2 separate regions of the Xenopus tropicalis genome follow, and region 1 is linked to region 2. The links are chromatin contacts, called in public Hi-C maps. All regions are on one chromosome and are shown on one strand. Each heading gives the region's core, a stretch centred on a gene start, on an enhancer-like site or on the middle of the called end of the contact. The rest is flanking DNA. Distances are from core to core; before and after follow the strand shown.

Region 1 (6,269 bases), core at 1,135-3,634, 99 kb after region 2:
CCTACAAGTAAATCAAACCTTTATGCCTCTTGGGGTCCCCTCTACCATGGGGGCCCAGACTGGATTACCCCCTCTACCCTCTTGGTAGATGGCAGGATTTATCCTTTGTAGTGCTTCCTGAAAGATCAAAAGAGCAATTACTTTGTGATGCTAAGGCTCATGCTATATAGGCCATATTGATTGCTGCCTACAGCAGCCACTTCCCATTCATCTGAATCAGGAATGATAGAAGGTGCTAGTGGTGTCCAGCAAGGATCGGTCAGGAAAACCAAGTCACCTACTGAACATTCCCAATTCATTCCACTTCTTCCTGAGATGGACCAATGCCTTGTCTGATATTAAACATCTGATTGTATGGTGTTTGCCCTTTTCATGCTTTAAATCACAACAAACAGAATAATATCATTTATATAGCAGAGGTAGCAGGCTGAGCTAATCGTTTTTCATGTATGTATATGACTATTTTATACCCAGTGGTTATGTGAAAATCAAGCAGAACCTTTGAAATACTGAACAGGTTGCAAGCAGTTTTAATAGCAACATACATCTGTGAATTAATATTCTGTAGAAGGAATACAATGCTCAGTGCAATCGGCTGAAGATACTCAGAGAAATGAGGTAGTCTTAGAGCCTTTTTGCAAATGCAAATCTCTATGCTATTTGATCATATGCTGCAGTGCTGGTACTAATTTTACATTGAGCTGAGAACAGAATTAAAGTAAAGTAAATAGAAGTTTCTTCTATTGTTGACTGCGGTGATCATACAAGGAGGTCTGAACCACCAGTGCAGTGAGGTGTGAGTGGGAGGTGAGGCAATAACTCATTTTGGATAACTGTTTCTCTGACTATTTAGGAACAGCTCTGTTTACAAAGTGCAATCAACCCTGCTTCATAGCAAAAAAAATCTCCCAGCATCCCTAGACAACCAATTGCTGGTAATGTTGTATCTTATAGTTTTTATACACATAAAAGATTTCCTTAGTGGTACAGTGTAATAGTTTATGTGGCAATAAAGGTTACACACTGTTTCCTTTGACTTCCTTTATCTGAATCTGCTGAAGGCTTTGCTCTTAGCAAACTCAGAGAGCCATTTTTTGTTGATATCAGCAGATGTCAGTGTGTAATCTGGGACTCTAACAAGGCATGGAGACATTATTTCTGCATTTTGAGTCAGTATTGGCATCACCTCCAGTGCTAGATCTTTCCCAGCCTAGTGTTTACCACACATACCCCATCCCCATGACGCAAACCGGCACCATCTGTTGCCTCCTCTTCAGAATCAGTTAGTGCATGTAAGGCAGGAATGTCCAAACCTGCTGCTCGTAGGCTAATATTCAATTGCAACTCACAGAATCCCACAGGCTGTTGAGTAGTAACGCACCGACAGCTGGAGGGCCACATGTTAGTGCTGGGTTTGTGTGTAACTTAGTTGTCCAACTAGGCCTTATCTGATGTTCACTACATTACACTACATTATTTGCTGCAATGGTGATCATTACAAGAGATGGATAACCTTTTCCTTTTTTAACAGTCCAGTTTTGTTGGCTATACTAGACCATATAAGAATAATTTACTTTTGCACTCATGCATGGGAAAGGGACTTGCTTAAAAGCTGCACTTGAATTTTCATACACCTAGGGGCTGATTTACTAACCCACGAATCCGACCCGAATTGGAAAAGTTCCGACTTGAAAACGAATATTTTGCGACTTTTTCGTATGCTTTGCGATTTTTTCGGATTCTGTACGAATTTTTCGGATCCAATACGATTTTTGCGTAAAAACGCGAGTTTTTCGTATCCATTACGAAAGTTGCGTAAAAAGTTGCGCATTTTGCGTAGCGTTAAAACTTACGCGAAAAGTTGCGCATTTTTCGTAGCGTTAAAACTTAACGCTACGAAAAATGCGCAACTTTTCGCGTAAGTTTTAACGCTACGCAAAATGCGCAACTTTTTACGCAACTTTCGTAATGGATAGGAAAACTCGCGTTTTTACGCAAAAATCGTATTGGATCCGAAAAATTCGTAAAGAATCCGAAAAAATCGCAAAGTACCGATCATTACGAAAAAAACGCAATCGGACTCCATTCGACCCGTTCGTGGGTAAGTAAATCAGCCCCCTAAAGTACCATCTGGGCCTAAACAATTAAGGTTACATTAAATCTTTTTCACTTTAGATCAGCCCGTAGACTATTAGGGCTTGTCGTGAGAGCTTCTGATGCCTTTATCAATTTGCTCTGCAGCCTAAATACTGCCAGACGGCATTTGCTAGCAAACAGATAAAAGCAAATTCACATCAGCAGCCCCAGACACAAGAATGTCTGTTCAGTGCTACGGCCCCTTGGTTGCAGTACAGAATAGTGTGTCACACAGCCAGAGAGTGCCTCTAATCAGACCACCCACCTATTTGTATTGTTACATATGTGCACGCATATTTTCCTAGATCTGGGTGTAACATGGGGGCTGAATTTGCTGCTGCTTTTTTTTTTTTTTTTTTGCACTGACTGCAGTTTTTGTTTAGCTTGATGGAATACAGAGAAGCTCCCAGCATATGTTAATGCGGATGGGGGTCCAGTCCTGTGACCCGTAGCTAATAGCGACCAATCATGTGAAGCTACCAAAGATTCCTGAGCTTACATTTGAAATTCTTGGACTATCCACAAATAAACAGCATTAACTGCTTCGTTAGGTGTTTGCCCTTTTGGTTAATATATTTCTGTTGAAAGGGAATCCCTTCAAAAAAGGGTGTAATTGTTCGAAATGAGCAAGCGGATTTATAGGACAGCATAAAAAACTGTTATGAAAAGCTTCAATTTCTGTGCTTGTCCCAAATGACCTTGCTCCAAGGATAAGAAAAAAGAGGCTGATAAAATGAGTCCGCAGATGGCAAGTGATCTCAACTCTGCAATAATGAAATGACACATGGAAAAAATTGGAGAAATACAGTTTGTAAATACAATCAGGAACAAGGGGATGGCAGAGCCCCTCATGTTTTACTGCAGAAAGAGAGTTTTACCACCACAGTGGCAGGCACATTCTGTATTGTTCCATTATGCTTGTAGCATTGATCAGGGAGCACTGTATCCTGTATTCTGTAGTGTGTCCTCAACATAGAACTCAGATGTATGTCTTAAATAATAGCACTGTATCCTGGCTCTGTATCACTGTGCAGTGAGAAAACCGAAGGGAGGGAGAACAGCAGATAGGAGGAGAGTGGAGCAAGTAGGATAAAAGGAAGGGTGGGTGGGAAAAAGCAGTATAAACACAAGGATAGGCAGGATAAGAGGTGGGGCGGGTGAAGATACACAGAATAAGGAGTATTTTGTCACATTGATGTATGTATAGAAGTTTGTACAAACTATTGTTACAGACCTTCAGCTTTGTAGAGTTCAAATTTGATGTAATCAAAGTAATTAATGTCAAAGGAGCATAAAATATATCCTAATTATATGCAGGTTTTATTACACTAGGTTTTTTTTTATAAGCATTCAATAATAGATATGTTATCCTTCACATGTAGCATTATTTATCATGCTGGTGTATGAAGCTTTTGGTATAAGACTAAATAAAATTACAAAATATAATTTAATATCATTTTTTTCAATTTGGTTAATAACAAAGAGCCTCCATTATTAGGTAAACAAGTTATATGAAAAGAGGAGAGAAAATGTACAGTAAAATAGATAGCATGATGGGAAGAGTCCAATGTTGCATCCTCCTTATTGACATGAAGAGGGTGCCTTTCACAATCCTAACTGTACTAGGTCAGTAAAAGCTAGCTGCTGATTGTTTATTTTAAATATGGAACTGAATACAAAACATTATTTATGTTATAAAAGGTACAGTAACACCAAAAAAAAGAAAGTGTTACAAAGTAATTCATATGTAATATACGGTGGCCCTGCACTGGTAATAGTTGTATGTTTGCTTTAGAAAGACTACTATAGTTTATATAAATAAGCTCACGTGTAGCCATGGAGGCAGCTTTCAAGCTGAAAAAAAGAAAAAAAGGCAAAGGTTAAATAGCAGAAACCATATAAGCTCTGCAGAATACAATGGTGTTTTCAGAACTTATCTGTTATATCTTATGTAGCCTGTGCCATTTAGCCCTATTTTAATTTGAAAAGCTGCCCCCATGGCAGCTTTTTTATATAAACAATAGCAGTGTTTCTAAAGCAAACACAACTTATACTAGTTCAGGGCAACAGTACATTATATTCTAATTACTTCTAAACACTTTAATTGCTTGGTGTTACTGTTCCTTTAACACAGCATCTCTGAGGCTCGTGATTTGCCCTCGTTTAATCTGTAAGAAAAGCAGTTTTTGTTTTCTGGATACCAAACTGTCCAGTCTGATACTGATCAAAACCTAAAGATACAGGTATGTGCATGGATCTCGAGGCAGGGGGTGCAGTACCACAGGCAGGTAAGGAAGCTCAGGGTAGAAGTACCATCTCGGCTGGCTGGTGAGTCACTGCTTTTCTGCACCTAGCTGCCATGTATGCATATCATAAAGAAGGACAATCAAGGTCACTCTTCGTTCTGTTCTTTAGAGCATATCTTCTTCACTCAAAGGCTTGCCATGGTCTGTGCCTGCTCCTCTTTCCAGGTGTGAGCATTTTTGCTTTGTTTGGCTGGATGTGCCAGAACCACAAGGACAGATTAAAGACAAACTTAAAAGAAAGTTCCTTACAATTGCATCTAGTCATGGATCACTTCCAGCCTTCAAACAAAGCCTCAGGTAACTGACAGCCTCTGAGATAAGCTCCCAGACCTGAGCTTGATACTGTTCTCACGTAGCTGAATATCAAGGGAAAGCAGACACAACGGAATAAATCTAAGGCCACCTTATATTTTATATCACATCAATCAGTACATCAAGCCTAGGGGAGAAAAAAAAGTACAGCGTGAATCAACATCTGCTAAAGTAAATGTTTTGAATAGCAAGATAACAGTTTAATAGCTAAAAGGGATACTAATGCTGTGGCATAGTACATATACTCTCCATGGTTCGGTTCCTGTCCTTTAACAAGAGATACCTCAAACTATGGCAACATAGCCTTTCCACAGAACAATTTTACAGAGAAATTTGAAGGTACAGTGGCCCTTTAATACTGTACATTATATGCTCGCAAAAGGCACAGTACCCGGGAGCTAACAGCCCTAATGCCATGTCCCAAACCAGTAAATTATACTAATGAACCCATCTTTAAGTTATACTAGGTTATGGATTTCTATTTCTCATACAAATCAATGAACACTGAGCATTAACATAACAGGGGAATCTTGTAATTCAATCTCACTTTCGATTTAGGGAAGAAGAAGCCATTAGGCCCTCGCGGTGCTACAAGTCATTGGTACAGTTACATCAGGATACATTAATAAAGGCCCCTCCGTGTGCTTCACTTTCACCTTCAGCGAATCTAATCCATTCCTAGGGACAATTATACTTCATTTGGCTTGCTATGTAACATGTGCTGACCTGTACACCGCAGAAACAACAGAGGCACAATTAACCTGGTCCCAGCAGATATTACAGCATTGCTTATACCATATTACAGCTTAATCACAATGATACCCTTCGCTGCATTTAGATGTATTCTTTTACAATAATGTGAGGCCTGGCTGGGAGGTTAATCAAAGCTATTCCATTGTGTTGTCTCCCTTGCTTTCTAGTGCAGCTTTAATTACACAACTCTAGCTGTTTTGCATTACATTAAAAGCTGACTTCCTATGCATTTTTAAATACATTTCAAGGTCCTGTCTACATTACTGTTGTTAAATGTTTATTTTTATGTGCCACTGCAACAGAGCATTCTGGTACCATAGGACCAAATAAACATAGCAAGGTTTGTAAATGTTAATAAAATATATAAAGTACCCTCTGTTGTTAAATATAAGGATATAAGAAGTTACTCATGCCATAAAAACAACCAAAATGGGACTGGGACACCAAGGTGATGGCTAACTTTCAGATATTTTAAAGTGGCTGGTAAATTATCCCTTCATCAAAATACAGGTATGTGTGTTTTAGCATGGACAGTTCTCAGTATTGTTATGGCAGGGTATTTTATGGCGTTTAGTAGCCGTGACAAGTAGCTGCTATTAAGTAGCTCTGTGTGCTTTCTCCCTTAGCCCTACTGTAGACTCATAATATCTGTTGATTATGTAGGAACCACTATGGCTTAGATTAGATCAATCCTATTTAACAGATCTAGAGGACTGGTATCACAGACTGCCCCTGGTGTTTTGGTCACTTGATACTACAAAC
Region 2 (5,768 bases), core at 2,588-5,087:
TGCTGTTAACCCCTTCCATGATTGTTGAACACTGTACTTTTAAAGCTGAATTAATGATACCTTAAGGCCCAGTGGCTATTGTGTGGATGTCAGCACATTGGTGAATATATTAGCAACATGTAGCCGTAGCTTATAATATAGAACTGGTAAAAGGTTTCCATTATTTTATCTTTCTGTATAAAACACACACCCTGCATAAGCCTCACTACTGGGCAAAAGGTGTGTTGCTAGCAGGGAATGCTGCAGTGTTTAAGAGCTAACATTCTTTTTGAATTTTGCAACCTGTGGCCCTCCAAATGCTGCTGAACTACAACTCTCAGAGTTCTCTGAAAAAGAATCCTTGGCATTGGAAGTTGTAGTTCAGTAACAGTAGGAATGGCGTACGATCCACAGCCCTAATATGCAGCTGCTGTCAGACAGTATTTAAGTCCATCAGTTAAAAGGACTATGTGAATAACTAACAAGTCCACCTACACTGTTTTATGTCCCCTAAAAGTTCAGTGGTTTTCTTTTTTACTGTATATTTATGAGGAGTAAGAATGTAGTTACATTCTAGTATCTGCAGTTGTAATAATGTAATGGAATTGTCAAACATGTCTTGTCCCAAAACTCCAGCTTCCTTAAAACCCTGCAGGCACCCGTGTATGTGGAAAAGGCCTATAAATAGCTTTATGCTTTATAGCTTAATCCACTGATATTGTGTATTTTCTTACAGAAGAAATTAAAGTAATGAAACCTGATATTATTTTTCAGTTATCCTTTGAAATCATGTGCTGCCAGCAACCATGCAGGATTTGCTTAGACAATAATTCCCTTAATTTTGCTGTGAGGGGCCAAGTAAGTTTTATGGGTAAGAGAGAGCTGGCTGGGCCCCTCCCACCCTGAGCGCTAGCGGTGCCAGGCCCTTGGATCAGAGCCTTGGCTTTTGTCAGTATGGCATCCTGCAGCTAATCCCTCTTGTCTGTATCTGGAAAGCAAAGTCAATGCTTATTTGCACTCCCATGGAAAATAGGCTGGCGGTCATGGAAAAAAATAGATTGGGGATTTTTTTTTTTGTTGTCACCTCCTGACACCGTGTTACAGAGACCTTTTGTGTGTGCGTTTGTAACTACCTTTTTTCTTAAAATTATTGGCAAACGTATTGCGTGTGACCATAATGTTAGTTATTACATTCGACCTTTGCATTATTGGTGGTTTGGCTGAGGTTTCACTAACAGCGCACAGGCTTGGAAACAGTTCTAATTTTCTTTCATGGCCATTTTATAATCGCAAATATTTAATACACTCTGATACTCACTGGCACATAGTAGTGTCAAGTATGGGAGCAAACACATGGTTAATGTGCCGTTTGCCACTTATCTGTGTGTATATTTTTGCTTCACTGAATCACTTATACCAAGTGACAGATTTGATGAGAATACTATGTAAGTGGGCTGTTTTTTTAGACTCCATTTAAAGCATATGAACAGATGACTGGAATGAATGGGAGAGAGTCACCAAGGGTTTAAAGGCATACACGGGTGTGGATAACCATGTTATTATTGATGACAGCTTTAATACATAGAATTGTATTTCTTCTATTGGCTAACATGAGAATTGGCATTATTATTGGGTGATACAGGAATGTATTATCTCTATAGCTTATAGGCCCAGGGGCTTTCTGCATAGGAAGTTATTCTGTGTTATTGAGGTCCACATCTTAAAGTTATTAACAACATTGTAAAAGAAGTCAAAATGTTTGTTTAGCCACCAGCCTGGATTGATTCATCATCATGTACAAAGTGCAGCCTTATTAATATAGAAAATCAGTCAAAAGGTAGAATTGTTTGTTTAAATAAGAGTCTATGGAAACAGGCATGCTTGTATTTTGTTGCTTCCTGTGTAGTGGACTTCCAGATAATAGATCTTATCCATGTACGATACATTTGTGCTTTATTGGGAGGGTGCTCATGAATTAAACTGTTCTTGACACCCTGATTTGAACTAAACTCAAGTAAGTAAGTATTTACTTGTTTGCTTGAGGTCAACCTACAGTTTTTCTTTTTTAATCAGGCGGGATATATTCCATGGTGTATATTGGGCTTAAAATGACTAATGGAGCAACAATCTTAGTGACATAAATTTAAAAATGGATTAAAAAAAACCCAAGCTGTGGCATTCCAGGGAGAAATGTTAGTTTGCACACCATATTTCCTGTTGGCTTGACCTTTATTCTCTCTTGTTGATTATGTTTGTGAATACACATTTTTCCACTAGCTTCTGACCTACATGACTTTCAATGTATTTTTTTTATTTTGATGTAGTTTCCTCCTCTATGTCCCATGGTATCAACCCATGAATGTACCTGGGATATAGTTCAGCAACACACAAGACAGCAATTCAGGCAACTTGTACTGCAGGGTGTATAATGGTTAATACAAGTGCAGTGCATTGGGATACCTACCAACAATATGGGAAATCTCTCATTTCGCTAATTAATGCAAATAGGTGTTAGAGCTTTAGAGCAAATAAACATTATGCCTGTCTTTGGCTGGAAGAGAAGAGGCAAAATGTTGTGTCATGAGTGGGAGGAGATGTAGTAAGTCAGCTCCTCAGACCTAATATAAAGTATGAAAGTTATTTAAATGTGCAGGTCCCAGTGTTGTTACTATTTGTAACAGGAAAAGTTATATTTACATGTGTATATATATATATATATATATACCTAGAATAGGGGTATCCCAGATCCCTGACACTTTATTGACCCAGCAGCCAGCTGGATTCAAGTTACCTTGACATTGCTTCTCATATGTTTTGGTAACTGATCTTGTGTTTGTTTCTAAAATAAAAAGCAGCAAAAATGTGCAAAAATACTATGTACAATAGACCTAGAAAATTTGGTTTTATCTTAAATAGCACCAAGCTTCTGTATGGCGGAAAAGGTACAACACCCCCATGTGTCTTGCTATTGATAGACATGGTCCTTCGTCTCTTAAACAGTTAAGAACTGTGCTTTAGTGTATTGTTTGGACGGTACATACAATATTATACATAGGAGTTGCTTCTGCTTGAATTTCCTGGGATAAAAATAAACATTTTCCATTAACAAGGATATCATCTTTCATCATCTACCATTTTCCCCTTTTGTTGTATCCTTTGGCTTTAGTTAGTATTTTACGCCTTGGATGATGAAATCAAATCCGATTGGCTCCTATGAAATAGTTCACTTGTGCTGTACTTACTGATAAGGTCATTTTTGTGTGTCTGTTTTATATGTTTAGGTTATGTTAATTCAATTACAACTTTCTTTGTGTGGACCAAAAAGTTGAACCACAAATATATATCTGGCCCATGACAATGGAAGCTTTTTCGGGGTAAACTGTGCTATAAGGCAAAAAAATTAGTATTGTTTGCTACGAGTGTTCTGATTACCAGGAAATAAAGTAACACAAGTTTTCTCTTCCTGAGTGCAGTTACTCGGCAAGCAGAAAAAATTGTTTTCCGTTTGCAAGAAAGAAAGAAGCTAAGGGTTTTTACAATACAACCTTTGCCCTGTATTCATTATTGCTCGTGAATGCTACACAAGGGTTAAATTGTAGGCATGGAAGGTGCCTGTGTTATTGCATTAAAAAGAGAAATAAAGGCAGATTATTGTCATCCGCCCCCTCCTGGATGATCTCTTATGTTTGTATATGTTCTGTTTTAAAATGTAAGCTGCGATCTCCTTTGTTTCCATGACACTGGAGAAGTCTTTTGAGATTCCTTCCCATAATTCTGCCCTCCTCCCGTGTCTGCATTAGTCAAGGCACCAGCTAAGAATCTGGATTTGCATGAGAAATTGGGCATTTGCAGAGGAGGAGGGGGGCAGTTGTCCAGACTGCCGGCCCATGTGTTCTTTCCCTCCCTATGCTCTTGTTCAGTGCAGTTGCAAGGAAGGGTTCCCGAAAGTATAAACCAGAAGGGCATGCTTCAGTAACTAGAAGTGCTTGCACACGCCTTTATCCTCAGAAGCTCACCGACTTCATGGAAATGTGAAAGTACAAGTGCGCACTGTGCAGCTATCTGTGTGTATACACATATATATATTTATGAGTTTACAGGGGTGGAGAGCTCCAAGCTGATTGGAGTTAAATGCGCATTTAAATTGCCTGTTTTGTGACATTTAGCAACAAGGAAGGAGAGTTCAGCAGAACACTCAAGCTATAATAAAGATTGCTTGATGTGAGTAACATTTACAAGTATGTGTGTCACGCCAATGGCACATTCAGTCTTCTCTATTTTTCCATGGTGCAACAAAACGCTAGGCATTTCTCTGATTGTTTCTCTTACCCATAAACAACAATAAACAACAGTCCTAGAAAACTTTTAAATGATATCTGGTTGTCAGGCCTAAACCACAGTTGTTTAACCTGTTATTCTTTTTTTATTGCTTTTTTTCAAGCCCTCTTATACTCATATTTCATTCTAACTTCCTTATGGCTGCTTGGTTATTAATGTGATTACACTAGATAGCAGTTTATATGCTAAGCCTGAGAGCTACAAAGGGTAGGACTGGGGTTTGCGGGGCCCACTAGGGTTGCCCTTCCTTTTGGAGCTACAAACAAACCTTGGAGCTACAAACAAAAAAATAAATAATTTTAAAATTCCCAAAAAATTGAAGACTAACTGATTTTTTCAATTGCCTGTTTGTGACATTTATTAACAAGGAATGAGAGTTCAGAAGAAAACTCAAGTTATAAGGGCTCATATGAGCATTTCCTCTTGTGCTCCCCTTTGTAGGACAGCTTGTTGCATTCTACCTGCATTCACCTGTGTTAGTACAGCCCCATTAGGAAGAATGAGATGCATTTTATCCTGCGCTCCCCTGCATTGGAACACAGGAAAACGCCACTGTAGGGGAGCGCAGAAAAAAATGCTCATGAGCACAAGCCCTAATACAAATTGCTTGATGTAAGTAATATTTACAAGTACGTGTGTCATGCCAATGGCACATTGTATTCCAAATTAATTTGAAATACTACTGTACTTTACTAGAGGTTCATTTTAAGGTGACCCCTATGGTATAGGAGCCTTATAATAGCTACAATCGCTTATAATAGCTACTAGTCTCCCAGGATACAGTCAGAAATGTAGCATAGGTGTTGGCCATAAACCCCTAGTTTTCTTCTTAAGGTTGTCTCAAGGGATTTGCCGATACATTTAAGATTACTAACCTAAATGAATCAGCATTACTGATCATTTCAGTGCTGAACATGTAAATCTCTCATTTAAACCTTTAAAACTTGTTAAATGTACATTGTCACTGGGAAATGAGTGTGCTTTGTGTGCGAATGTTTCTTAATATACTTTCTTAAGGTTGAGTGCAGCTTCATCCGTAGAAAGATCTGAGCTGTCCCTATGTGCTACTTGCAAAATCCACTTATGTTAATGAGTCATTTGCTGCCAGTCTCATTCCTGGGACTCAGCTATTGAATATGACATTATGTGCTAGTCATGCTGGGCTGGCCTTTTTCCTGCTGCCCAACAAACCAGTTTTATTTCTTGTGTCTCTGAAACGGTGTAACCTTATTTTAGACTCCTCGAATGATTTTGTTTCAGGCCCAATGCAAACTAGTGAGCTTTGTCTGACTTTGAAGGGCCAGTTATACAATTACTAGTGTAGCAAACATTGAATGATTTGTTGGGCTTAGTAAAGCAAGAATACTTTCATGCCTTAATCAGTATAATGGCCAGTAGAGGCACTGTTTCTTCAGAGTGTATAGCTGGGGTCAAATCAATAAAAACTGCAC

What was found. A called contact is a pair of places that touch in the nucleus more often than the background predicts.
Region 1: a contact with region 2 is called in a Hi-C map of neurula embryo, with 4 times the contacts expected there. The contact joins two enhancer-like sites. A contact is called at or near these places in 4 of 5 Hi-C or Micro-C datasets (brain, gastrula embryo, neurula embryo and 1 more).

Annotation. Positions count from the first base shown.
Region 1 is chr8:57,940,242-57,946,510 of UCB_Xtro_10.0, forward strand. The region is part of intron 3 of mamld1 (mastermind-like domain-containing protein 1); the gene reads left to right. Among named protein-coding and RNA genes, the nearest start is that of mtm1, 39 kb to the right of the region's middle. Within about 2 kb of position 2,385, at least 3 of the 11 cell types and tissues checked have an H3K27ac peak or open chromatin away from gene starts, as enhancers often do. A contact at or near this core is called in neurula embryo, where this site is marked.
Region 2 is chr8:57,840,239-57,846,006 of UCB_Xtro_10.0, forward strand. All of the region lies in intron 1 of mamld1 (mastermind-like domain-containing protein 1), which reads left to right. Among named protein-coding and RNA genes, the nearest start is that of mamld1, 5.3 kb to the left of the region's middle. Within about 2 kb of position 3,838, at least 4 of the 11 cell types and tissues checked have an H3K27ac peak or open chromatin away from gene starts, as enhancers often do. A contact at or near this core is called in neurula embryo, where this site is marked.